Linked DNA regions of Sus scrofa: region 1 is linked to region 2. The links are chromatin contacts, called in public HiChIP or PLAC-seq maps. All regions are on one chromosome and are shown on one strand. The core of a region is the stretch at or near the end of the contact, and the rest is flanking DNA. Distances in the headings are between cores, read along the strand shown.

The links. HiChIP or PLAC-seq counts read pairs in DNA pulled down with a chosen protein or histone mark.
Region 1: a contact with region 2 is called in an H3K27ac HiChIP or PLAC-seq map of skeletal muscle. The contact joins the promoter of FSD2 here to the promoter of BTBD1 in region 2. A contact is called at or near these places in 3 of 47 Hi-C or Micro-C datasets (heart right ventricle and skeletal muscle) and 2 of 2 datasets of contacts at active chromatin or transcription factors (alveolar macrophages and skeletal muscle).

What each region holds. Positions count from the first base shown.
Region 1 is chr7:52,140,659-52,146,953 of Sscrofa11.1, forward strand. FSD2 (fibronectin type III and SPRY domain-containing protein 2) reads left to right here and starts at 3,813. Exons shown (of 13, transcript XM_021098895.1): 1 at 3,813-3,983.
Region 2 is chr7:51,873,561-51,879,597 of Sscrofa11.1, forward strand. It overlaps BTBD1 (BTB/POZ domain-containing protein 1), which reads left to right and starts at 3,886. Exons shown (of 8, transcript XM_001929165.5): 1 at 3,886-4,393. The coding sequence starts at 3,987.

The DNA of each region.
Region 1 (6,295 bases), core at 2,563-5,062, 270 kb after region 2:
AACATTTAAGCAATAGTTATTTAATGGAGGTCTTTAAGCACCAAGCACTAGGTAGAAGCCACAAACACTGGTATCAATTCAACAAACTTTTACGTAATGTATGCTGTGTGCGTGTTTTGGGAGGTTGGGCACAGAGGGAGCATACAAAAAGATACCTCTTCTTCAAGGCACCCCAGCTTTCAAGCAGCATGTTTAAATACAATCTATGTTAAAACCCTTCATTTGAGAGATAAGGAAACAGGCTCAGAAAAGAAATTTTTCTTAAGCTACACAGGCAATCAGGCACTTCACACCCTTCAGACCACCTGGTTGCTGAAGACCTGTTTAAGGAGATCCGGAGATGTAATTTGCAGTGGGGAGGGAGTGTGACTTGGAGCTCGAGCTGTTCATACAACAGGGAATAAGACAGCCTTGGTCTCTACCCACTGTGTACTGAGAAATACAACACAGGTCCGCTCCCATCCTGCCAGTGCACTGAGAGGCTAGTGGGGGTAGAGGGCGGAGGGGAGGGAGGGGGTGCACAAGGAGCTGAGAAGGAACCCTTCATCACAAGGTTTGTGAGGGTTTGATTCGGGAACCAATGAAAGACTTTTTGAAGGTTTGGGGGCTGGGAAAGCCTGCAATCAGATTTGCACTGGTTATTATCCCCAGACAAACAACAACAACAAAAATAAAAAACAGAGCTAGGTGAAAGCTACCGTTAGGCATCTCTCCCGCTGAAGATAATCCCAGGGCATCTAGGAACCTCTGTGGAATGTAGCTGGAAAGTCTAACGTTGCCTGTATCTGTCCGGGAGAAGGGGGATTGTGGGGTCCTGGATACCAGACAGCGGCTCTGGCTATTATTCAGTCCTCTTGAACAGATAACCTTTTAGGTAAAGAGATTTATTTTTCCTCAAACTTTTTTTTTTTTTTTTTTTTTTAAAGGCTGCACCCGGGGCATATGGAAGTTTCCAGGGCTGGGCAGCTGCTCAGGATCCTTTAACTTGTTGCACCTGGCTGGGGATCCAATCACCCGCCTCTACAGCGACCCAAGCCGCTACACTCGGATTCTTAACCCACTGTGCCTCGGCCAGAACTCCCTCAAACTATTTTTTAACATTATCGTTTTAGCTAAAAATGATTTACTTATTCTTTAATAGCCTGTTTTAATATGTTTTGTATATTCTTTACAGTATATCTTTTTACCGTATTTGTGTTATATTGTTTAATCCTTTCTAGTAGTTCTAAATTATTTGCTTTTTCAAAATGAAATTAGCAGACTTTCTAATTATAAAGGTAATTTCTGTTTTGTGTGAGAGGGGCATAAATGTATACATTCTTAGGAAAAAAAAAAAAAAAACAGAAAAGTACACACCAAACCTAATCATTTTTACCGGGGTGCCTGACTGGCTTACATTTCCTTTATGATTCTTTTGTAGTATTTGCTCTTTTCTAAGCCAAATACTATATATTATTTTACAATAAAAACTAAAGAGTTTTTAAAAATAATAAAAGGTATGAATAATATTATAAAACTAGACATAGAAAAGTTATGAAAGGAAAATAACTCATAAGAGATAAACCTTGCTTTCATTTTGTGTGTGTATGTATACATTTGTGAATATATATATGATTATACTGTAATGATGTTTTGCATACTCTTTCTACTTACAAATATATTGTAGGCATCATCTACATTAAAATAATAGGCATCTACATTATTTTTAATATTTGTCAATATCAAGTTGACAGTATTGTGATTTGCTTAATGAATTCTATATTGGTAGAAATAGATTAAGTTCAGTTTTCTGCCAGTATAGGTAATACCCTGGCGAACATTCCTGTACACACATCTTTGCATAATTTTTTCTTTCAAATTTTTTGCTTTTAATATTTTATTTTGCTTCCAATATTTTTATTGTATAGCTACCTGGCAGTAAAAGTATTTTAAAAATGCAATTTTGATTAAAACTTCAAAAAGTAGTAGATGAGGAGTTCTTGCTGTGGCTCAGCAGAAACAAACCCAACTAATATCCACGAGGATGCACGTTTGATCCCTGGCCTCGCTCAGTGGGTTAAGGATCCAGCTTTGCTCTGAGCTGTGGTATAAAGTCACAGATGAGGTGTTGCTGTCGCTTTGGTGTAGGCCAGCAGCTGCAGCTCTGATTAGACCCCCTAGCCTGGGAACTCCCATATGCCACAGGAGAGCCCCCCCCACACACACACACACAAAAAGCAGTAGAGGTAAAAATCTGAGATCAGATCACCACATACAGATTTTTAGGAGATGGTCCAGAACCCACTTTATGTTTTCTGCCAATGGGAGAAAATGAAAAGGGATCAGAGTGAAGAAAAGAGGATGTTTGGGAGTTATGAAAAGTAAAATAACTCGTAAGAGATAAACTTTGCTTTCATTTTGGAGTGATTTTTCTGGAGAGATCTGTTGTTGCACTGTGGGGAGGGTTGGAACCCCATCCCCGATCTGTGAGCCCAGTGGAGCCATCTTCAAAGGGACACTTCAGGGAGCTTGCTCTATTTCCTGCAGGTGGGCGCATGGTGGCCTGAGAGGAGAGGATTGGCTGCTTCAGTGGCAGAGCCAAGGGAAGTGGCTGCATTGGCATCACCTGCATCCCAGAGTTTACTAGGACCTAGGATGCCGTCTGCTTCCCAAGCTCGAGATGTGGGCCAGCAGGAAGACAGAGCCAGCAAGGAGCCACCTAGATTCAGCCTAAGAGAATGAGCTGCATGGGTGAGGAGACTTCATTTGAGAAATCTTGGAGGTGGCTCACCAGGGCCTGGAGGAGGAGTGCAGGGAACCGCCTAGAATAGAGGGACGTGGAAACTCCATGGGAAAGGGCTCCATAATGGGAAACCCCAGAGGTGTATACAAGCTTAGAGGGATAAACAAAGCTCTAAGCATCTGCCTGCCACAAAGGGCTAGAAGCTAGCATCGTCTGTGGCACCAGCACACATAGGAGTTGTCTTATCACCTTAACGCCTCCTGCCTGTGGCAGACAAGCCAGAGCTCAGGGAGAAAGTGTGGGAAGAAGAGCGCCACCTCATCCCTCGTTTTTCAGGGCAGACTTCCAGCTCCAGAGGCCTAAGCTGGGAAGGGGAGAAGGTTTCAATGCTGGCTAAGCTAAATTTGACTTTTTAGTGAATGTACTGGACTGGACTGTATTACCAAATGGAGACTATGCCTTCAAGTGTGTTACCTAAGAGGGAGCAGAAGGTCATGGGTCTGCTGAATTTTTTTTTTTTTTAATCTTTTGAGGGCCCACCCATGGCATATGGAGGTTCCCAGGCTAGGGATTGAAGTGGAGCTGCAGCCGCCGGTCCACACCACAGCCACAGCAACGCCAGATCTGAGCTGAATCTGCAACCCACACCACATCCCATGGCAAGGTTGGATCCCCCACTCACTGAGTGAGGTCAGGGATTGAACCGGTGTCCCCATGGATACCAGTTTCTGCTGAGCCACAAGGGGAACTCCAGTCTGCTGGATTTTTCTCCAGAGAGGGGAGTAATTCCTGCCCCTCAGGCCAGGTGGAAGGTGCACAGCATTTGGCCTCTCAGAGTCCATTCTCTTGTGTGGCCTGCAGCTGCCCTCCCAACCTCACAGTGACAGCCCCCTGCCCTCTACACATGCCCAGCCACCTGAGTCCCTGGGTAGAGCCACAGCACTCAAATCCCCACAGTAAATGAAGTAACATTTATTACATGTGACCTACCCTGGTGACACTTGAGCAGTAAGCAGTGGCAGGTCTATATTTGGGCTTCCACTCAGGCAGGCCTGTTGCTATTTGCAGCCAGAGCCAGCTCGTGTTACCCCTGCCTTTGCTGCCCCACTTGTAGGACTCTGGGGTAGAACAGGCAGGGGCAGCCTGCCGGGCGTACAGAGGTCACCCAGAGGGAAAGCCTGCTGACCGTGGATGCAGTTTTCTAGTAGTTACCCGGAGCCTCCGAGTTAAAAGAAAAATGTATGGATCCTTAAATTAGCAGGCAAGTTTTTGAAGAGTTGTTATTTTTCTAATGCAAATTAATACTATTAGAAACTCAGTAATGGAGTGCTACAATGCCTTTCCTTTAGATGGGAAGAGAGATCATCTGAAATTGCAGGTGTACATTGCAATAAACAGTGTGACTATTTCCTGTGCCTTCTTGCAGCCAGGGTTCAGCTTTACTGAATGTGGGGTTGGTACAGGGTATGAAAGCCTCAGATGCAGACAGAAAGGCTGGCGATTTTTGCAACCAGTAGAATGCGTCTTTAGGGTATTTTTGGTGCGGGTTCCCATTTGTTAGAATGGTTTGAAACTCTAAATGTTGATGTCATTTGACTATGGTATTCGGTTGATAAATACCTTTTATTTCAATCTGCATGTGCGTGCTGACAAATCATAATTTTATGCTTTGATTCAAATACTGAAAAACAGCATCAACATCATTTTTCACTTGTTATGCACACCCTGTCCTCCCATAGAAAGTTTTTAGGTGTGAACTGTGCTGATTTGAACCATTTTGTAAAACCATACAGCTAACAGTTTAAAGCAAGTTTCTAGCTCTGGCTCCAAAATTGCCAGGGGCTACATGGGTGAGCTCCTAAAATTATGTACAAAATTATGTTTGTGCCTTTCTGGGCTCACTTTTGGAAAGAGAATTCACAGCTTTCAGTAGATTCTCAGAGGTACCCACGACCCATTAAAAGTTAAAAAATGTATTTTTTATTTTTTTATTTTTTGCTTTTTAGGGTCACACCTGCTGCATGTGAAAGTTCCCAGGCTAGGGGTAGAATCAGAGCTGCAGCTGCCGGCCTACACCACAGCCACAGACACGCAGGATCTGAGCCATGTCTATGACCTACACAGCAGCTCACGGCAACGCCGGACCCTCGACCCACTGAGCAAGGCCAGGGATTGACCCTGAGTCCTCATGGATACTAGTTGGGTTTGTTACTGCTGAGCCACAATGGGAACCTCCAGAGACTTTTCTAATTAAAGCATACTTCCCATATAAGACTTGAGCAGAAGTCTTTATTTTTTTAACTGCAGATCAATGGCATAGAGTAGAAGCTATCCATCATATTCTTTATATATCTTTATATTCTTTACTATGATTTATTACTATATTTCTCTAAGCCTCAGTTTTATCATTTATAAAATGACAATTTACTGTTAATGTTCCTTTCTCCCCCAATTCTGAATATTTTGTTAAGGGTTTGGATGTTGAGGGGGAAAGTGAGTGTCACCTCTGCGGTGTGTTGCTAAGTCCTCCTTTGCTGCCAAGCTCCCAGACTGATTTGTGTCAGTGTATTCACAGGGCAGATGCCAGCATGGAAGAACTTGTTCTTATCATTATCTGTGCTCCGTGTTTTCCAGTCTTCTTGCTTGTTCAACAGTTCAATTTAGTGTTTCACATTCCGGCCATTGGTTGAAAGAATTTATCAGGATGATTTATTGGTAATACAGAATTCTGGGGTTCTCCCTTTTGGTAGCACGTGGAAATGTGTTATTTCTTTTTAGCTGGGCTGCTCCTTGGTCTGGTGTGGCTTCATGGAAAAATGGGTCCAGATCCAGCTCTTTACCTGCCTGGGTTTGTCCAGCATTCAGCACAGGGCTGGATACAGAGTAGCCCCGGATCAATCCGTGTTAAATCATATCGGCCATAATAACCCCTTTATCTTCACAAGAACTCAGTTTCGCCATCCTAGAGTCAGGAAACTGAATTAGATGCTTTCCAAGGGGCCCTCCATTCTTAGAATTGCACATCTCTGCCTAGGCCCCTTGAGCTTTGGCTGTTAGGTGGGGTGACCTCATAGCCAGGGCCTGTGCTCTGCTGCCTTCTGCCCTTTTCAGCTGTTTTCAAGGGACAAAATGATCCCACAGTGGCCATGGGAGTTTCCACACTGCTGTGGTCATTTTGAATTTTCACTTTCTGACCCTGGCCCTCCCACTCCATGAGTGACCGGAGGGAGACTTCTAGCATGGTCCAGGTGGGAGAAACTGAGGTCCTGGTAATAATAATAATAATAATAATAATAATAACAATAACTCATTTGCCTGGGGTCTCCTCTTCACCAGAAGTCATGTCTTGTCCATTGTGCCTCTGGCACCCAGGGCAGTCCTGTTCTCTTGAATCCACCTGAACCCCCACCTCTCCAGGCCCATGAACAGCCGGTGCCAATGCAATGAACAATGCCCAGCACCACAGCCCTGGCACGTGGTGGGGTCACCTGGAGTCACAGAAAGACCTCAGGCTTCCCCAGGTGATCTCTGTGCAGATGCAGACTTCCCAGGTCACTCGTGTTGCCTGACACT
Region 2 (6,037 bases), core at 2,636-5,135:
AATGTAAACTCCTATCGGCGACTGTCTTTTCTCAAGATGATTAACGATGTCTCCAACCCCATGTGACTTTCTCACAATGTGACTTGCCCACAATGTGGCTTGCCACTCCCTCATCAGGTGCAGAGTCTATGTCCCCTCCTTTTGCACCTGGGCACGCCTTCGTGGCCACCTCGACAAATGAAGTGGGGAGGTCATATGCTGTGTAACTGTCAAGACTACGTCATAAAAGGAGATAAAGCCTCACCCTGGCTCTTTCTCAGGCTACGTGCCATTGGCGCCACCATGCTATGAGAAGGCCCCGTCCCATGGAGAGGCTCATGTGGAGAGAAACCCAGGTCCTGGGCCCTCAACTCTGACTGAGCTCCCAGCCAACCGCCAGCACCAACCTGCCAGCCATGTGCATGAGCCTCCTTGGAAGTGGGTCTTCTGGCCTTCAGTCAGGCCCCGCCAGATGCCTCTGCGTGGAGAGGACCGAGCCTTCCCCACCCAGCCCTGCCCACATGACAGATTCATGAAAAAAACAAATCATTAAGCTGCTAAGTATGTTGTTTAATTTCCACAGTTTTGTGAATTTCCCAGTTTTCTTTTTGTTACTGATTTCCAACTTCATCTTTTTGTGGTCAGAGAAGACATGTCCCGTGTGCATGTGAGCAGAACACCTATTCTGCTGTTATTGGGTGGCGTGTTCTGTATCTGTCTGTTAGATCTAATTGGCTTACTGTGTTATGTAAGCCCTCTATTTCCTTACTTGTCTTCTGCCTGGTTGTTCTATCCATTATTGTGAATGGGATTTTGCTGTCTCCAGTTATTGTAGAACCATCTCTTTCTCCCTTCAGTCCTGTCAGTTTTTGCTTCATACGTTTTCAGCCATTATGTCTTCAAATATTCTCTCTGCCCCTTTCACTCTCTCTTCTCCTTCTAGGACTCCCACGTGCTGTCTGTTTGATGAGGGGCTATAGTTCTCTTAGGCTCTGTTTGCTTTTCTTCAATCTTTTTTTCCTTCCTGTTCTCTGCCAAGATAATTTCTACCGTCTTATCTTCCTATCGTCAAGATTCTTTTTTTTTCTGTTTGTTCAAATGTGCCTTTGAATTCTTCTAGTGAATTTTTCATTTCAGTTATTGTACTTTTCAGCTCCATAATTTCTTCTTGGTTTCTTTTCAGGCTTCCTGTCTCTTTATTGATACTTACGTTTTGTTTTCACATCGTTTTCTTGATTTCCTCCACATCTTTTTTTTTTTTTTAAAGACTTTTATTATTATTATCATTTTGCTTTTCAGGGCCGCAACCACAGCCTATGGAAGTTCCCAGGCTCGGGGTCAAATCAGAGCTACAGCTGCCGGCCTACACCACAGCCACAGCAATGCAGGATACCAGCCACACCTGCGACCTACACCACATCGCAAGGCAATGCCAGATCCTCAACCCACTGACCAAAGTCAAGGATCGAACCTGCATCCTCATGGATCCTAGTCAGATTTGTCAAATGCTGCACCACAAAGGGAACTCCCTATTTTTTTTTATTATAGTTGATTTACAATGTTCTGTCAATTTCTGCTGTACAGGAAAGTGACCCAGTTATATATATGTGTGTATATATACACATTCTTTTTCTCACATTATCCTCCACATCTTTCTTAAGTTCTTTGAGTATCTTTAAGATAGTAGTTTTAAAGTCTCTCTAGTATATCTGTCATTAGGTCTTTTTTAGAAACAGTTTCTGCTGATTTTATTTTTTTTCCTTTGAATGGGTCAAACTTTCTTATTTCTTTGTATGCCTTGCAATTTTTTGGTTGTTGTTGAACACTAGACATTCAAATCTAGTAATGTGGCAACTGTGAAAATCAGATTCTTCTTCTCTCCCAGGGCTTGCTGTTTTTTGTTACTTTTGTTTTTCTGATTGTTGTAAGCTGTCTCTTCGCCAAGCATCAGCCTAAGGTGTCAACTTAAGATCTCCTCAGACCTTTTCTCAGCATTTCCCTGAGCATGGATAGTCACTTTCTAATTTTCCCCCTGTATGTGTTTGCTTTTAAATGTAGTGGCCTTTAATAGCTAGGTCCTCAAAGTGAAAAAGTGAAACATGAAGAGGGGGTTCTTTAAAATCCCCTGCAAGTCACTTCAGCTAAAACGTCTTGCAACTGAGAGAAGTACAACAATAGCCGCCCTCTCTTTGTCTGCACCTTTGTGTTCAGAAGAAGAAATCAGAGCTTAGATCTCCAGTAATTGGAGGATAGTGTCTTTTTGTGGACTGTATACGGTGTGTGCAAGCTTTCGGCTCCTACAGGGTGTGTGCAAACTGCTCTAGGAACATGTGTACTGCCATGTAGCTTGTGGAGAATGGGTAGCTGGTACTATGCAAAGAGCTGAAATTGACCAAAATCAACAGCAATTTACTGTCCAAGTCTTCAACAGATTCCAGAGTCCCAAAATTTGTACATCTAGCAGATTCTGCTAGTGGGATTGTTGTCTAGGTGGGGAGACAGATTCCGGGTGCATCCTACTCTGCCATTTTCCCAGAATCCTCTTCACTTATTTTTATTGTCTTCAGTTTAGATAAAGTAGTGTTTTTTGGCTATGCTTTACCCTTGAGCTCAATGTTGACTGCATTCAATTTTTTTGTTTTTTATTTTATGGCCACCCAGGGCATATGGGTTTTCCTGGCCAAGGATCAGATCTGAGCCACAGTTGCTGCCTAAGCCACAGCTGTGGCAGCGCTGGATCCAACTCCTGGGATAGAATTTTCATCCCAGCGCTCCCAAGACACCACCGGCACCAATCCCATTGTACCACAGCGGGAACTCCTCTACAGGTTTTGATAATGCAATGTCTTCATATTTTTTGGCTATCAAATTACGATTTTTATTGCCCCATATCAGGTAACGCAGCCTATATGACATGTACTATTTTTGCTTTGGTGCATTTGAGGGTTTTTGTTGGTGGTGGTGGGTTTTTTTAAGATTTATTTTTTATTTTATTTTTATTTTTGTCTTTTTGCCTTTTCTAGGGCAGCTCCCACAGTTCATGGAGGTTCCCAGCTAGGGGTCCAATTGGAGCTGCAGCAGGCCTATGCCAGAGCCACAGCAACAGGGGATCCGAGCCGCGTCTGCGACCTACACCACGGCTCATAGCAAGGTCAGATCCTGAACCCACTTAGCGAGGCCAGGGATCAAACCCACAACCTCATGGTTCCTAGTTGGATTCGTTAACCACTGAGCCACGACGGGAACTAGTTATTTTTAAGATTCAAAATAAGGTCAGTTTTTGGTAATGGGTTAAAACCCAAAAAAAAAAAAAAAAAAAAAATCCATGAGTTCACAGCGATACTAAAAACTGAGCCAGAAGAGGAAGAAGGAGGAAAAGGGAAGGCTCTTCCTTACATAACACTATCTGTTAGATGTAGAGGGGTTTCGAGCTGTGCGAGCTGTGCTCCTGTATCGCTCCCGGGAGCAACGGCCCTCTGGAGTGGTGACCTGGACATTACTGGGGCGGGGTGGGGTGGGCGCAGGTAGAATCACGTCGTCCCCTCCCACATGCTTCCTTGTCCTCCGGCCCCTCCACTTCCAGGCAGAAAACCTTGAAGGAGAGCCTTGAAGAGGCGCTGAAGCTGGTGAAGAGGGGCCTGAGGAAAGGCAGAAGGCCTGCAGGTTCGAGGAGGCGCCTGCACAGACTTCCTCATTGCAGCCCGCAGAAGTCCCACGTCCAGGCGTGCGAGGTTCAGCCGCGCTTAGGACGCCCAGGGCTGCGCGGACGCCGCCTAGAGAACCGTCCCCTCCAGGCCCAGCGGGGGCGGTCGCGCGCGCCTCCGCCTCCCGGCCGAGCGGGGACGCGCGCTGAGCAGCTCGGGCGGGGTCGGCGGAGGCGCGCGGCCTCCGGAAGCGCCTTTCCCGGAAGGTGGCCAGGCGGCGCCGGCCTCGCGGGGGCGGCCTCGGCGATGGCGGCTGGGCGGCGGCAGCGCTCTCCGTAGCCCGTGGAGCCGCGCCGCTGGAGGATGGCCTCGCTTGGGCTGCCCGCTACGGGCGAGCAGGTCCCTGGGGCTGAGGCGGAGCCGGGCGGCTTGGGGCCGCCGCCGCCGCCGCCGCCATCCTCTCTGGGGCCCCTGCTACCCTTGCAGCGGGAGCCGCTGTACAACTGGCAGGCGACCAAGGCGTCGCTGAAGGAGCGCTTCGCCTTCCTCTTCAACTCGGAGTTGCTGAGCGATGTGCGCTTCGTGCTGGGCAAGGGCCGCGGCGGTGCCGCCGCCGCAGCCGGGGGTCCGCAGCGCATCCCCGCCCACCGCTTCGTACTGGCCGCCGGCAGCGCTGTGTTCGACGCCATGTTCAACGGCGGCATGGCCACCACTTCGGCCGAGATCGAGTTGCCCGACGTGGAGCCCGCCGCCTTCCTGGCGCTGCTGAGGTGAGCACTGGGCGACGGGCTGGCCTCCTGCTGGGCTCCGCGGTGACCTTGGGCAGGGCTCCCCCCAACCCCCGCCACAGGGCCTCAGTTTCCTCCCGAGCAGGTGATGCTAGGGAAGGTCAAGATTGAAATCTGTCATCTGGGACAGCTGCGGGCTTGTTAGAGTAAATGACAGTGTCTGCGGGCAATTAGCGTGCGTTTTGCGGTGGGAAGGCGCTTTCACGTTCCGGTAGCGGTAGTGGATTGTCGCCCAGGCTTGGGAATTAGAGAAGTTGTAAAGATAGAGGATGGGTCAGGTTTTCCTGATTGCTCATTGGCAGCGTTTTAGGGTTTTGCTGGGGGAGAGGGATAGTTGGAAAGTCTTGAAGGGAAAAACAAAACAAAACAAAACAAAAAACCCACCTCTGACGCCTTTTTCATTAGTGTTAGTTGTCAAGATCCGGGACAGCGAATATCAAAACAAGTGACTTTGGCTTTACCTACATTGCGTTTCGCAGGCAAGGTCACATTTGCTTAAAAAGGAATCTCCCCATCGGTGTTAGAAGTTTCCTTTTTGATTATTTGAGGATAGAAGTTTGACCTCTGATTGATTTTATTTAATGGAGGAGAACTAATAGTTTGGCATTATTAGCTTTTATTCATAAACGTCCATTTAGGAAGGTATAGGTATTGTTTTCTACAATTTCACAAATGGAACTGAGGCCCAGAGAAGTCAGCTAACTTGACAAGGTAACAGAGCCAACTTATACCGGAGACCAGGTGTGTTTCATTCTATCAGGGTGGTTTTAGCAGCCTGAGCAGAATGTGTTATTAAAATAGCAGCCTTGGAGTTCCCTTGGGGCTCAGTGGGTTAAAGGTCCCGGGTTGTCACTGTTGTAGCTTGGGTTCCATCCCTGGCCGGGGAACTTCTTCATGCTGTGAGCCATGGCCAAGTAAAATAGAATAAAATAGCAGTCTTGGGTGGTACTGAGAGAAAAATCAGGTAGGTCAGTGGAACAGATAAATTCTCCAGGGTTCACAGCTCAATCAGGAAGATCAGTGAGATTGAGTACAAAATTAGCACAAGTAGAAAAAAAAGACTTAGATGCATTTAATAAATGGATGAAGAACAGGATAGATAACTTAGGGAAAGAAAAAAATATAATTAACCAACATTTAACCTCATTAGTAATTAAAGGAGCGCAAATTAAAAGGGAAGTACTTTTCTATGAAGCCCTCCAATAAGATAACATCTGAAGAGCGCTGACCAAGATGGTGGTAAAACAGTCTGGCCCTGTAGATTGTCTTCCCCACAGGTAGAAAGTATTCAAGAACTGAAAAAATATTCCACACAAAAATATTTAAGGCGAGAAGATTATTTATAGAAGTGAGGAAGTAGTCAAGCAGAAGGAGCGGTTAGATAAACAATGGTAGGTCCATCTGATGGCATGTAGTGCAGCTACTAAGTATGATACTTACGGAGACCAGGTAATAACATTGATGTGGAAAATGTGTATAATAGTAGCATTTGAAACTACTCACTATGATGAAAAACTCTGAAAAGAAACAAAGCAAATGTCTACCTAGAGAGAAGGATAGAAGGAAACATACCTAAAGGCTAACCATACCTAAAGGCTAAGTCATGTTGGAGTGGTAAAATAATAG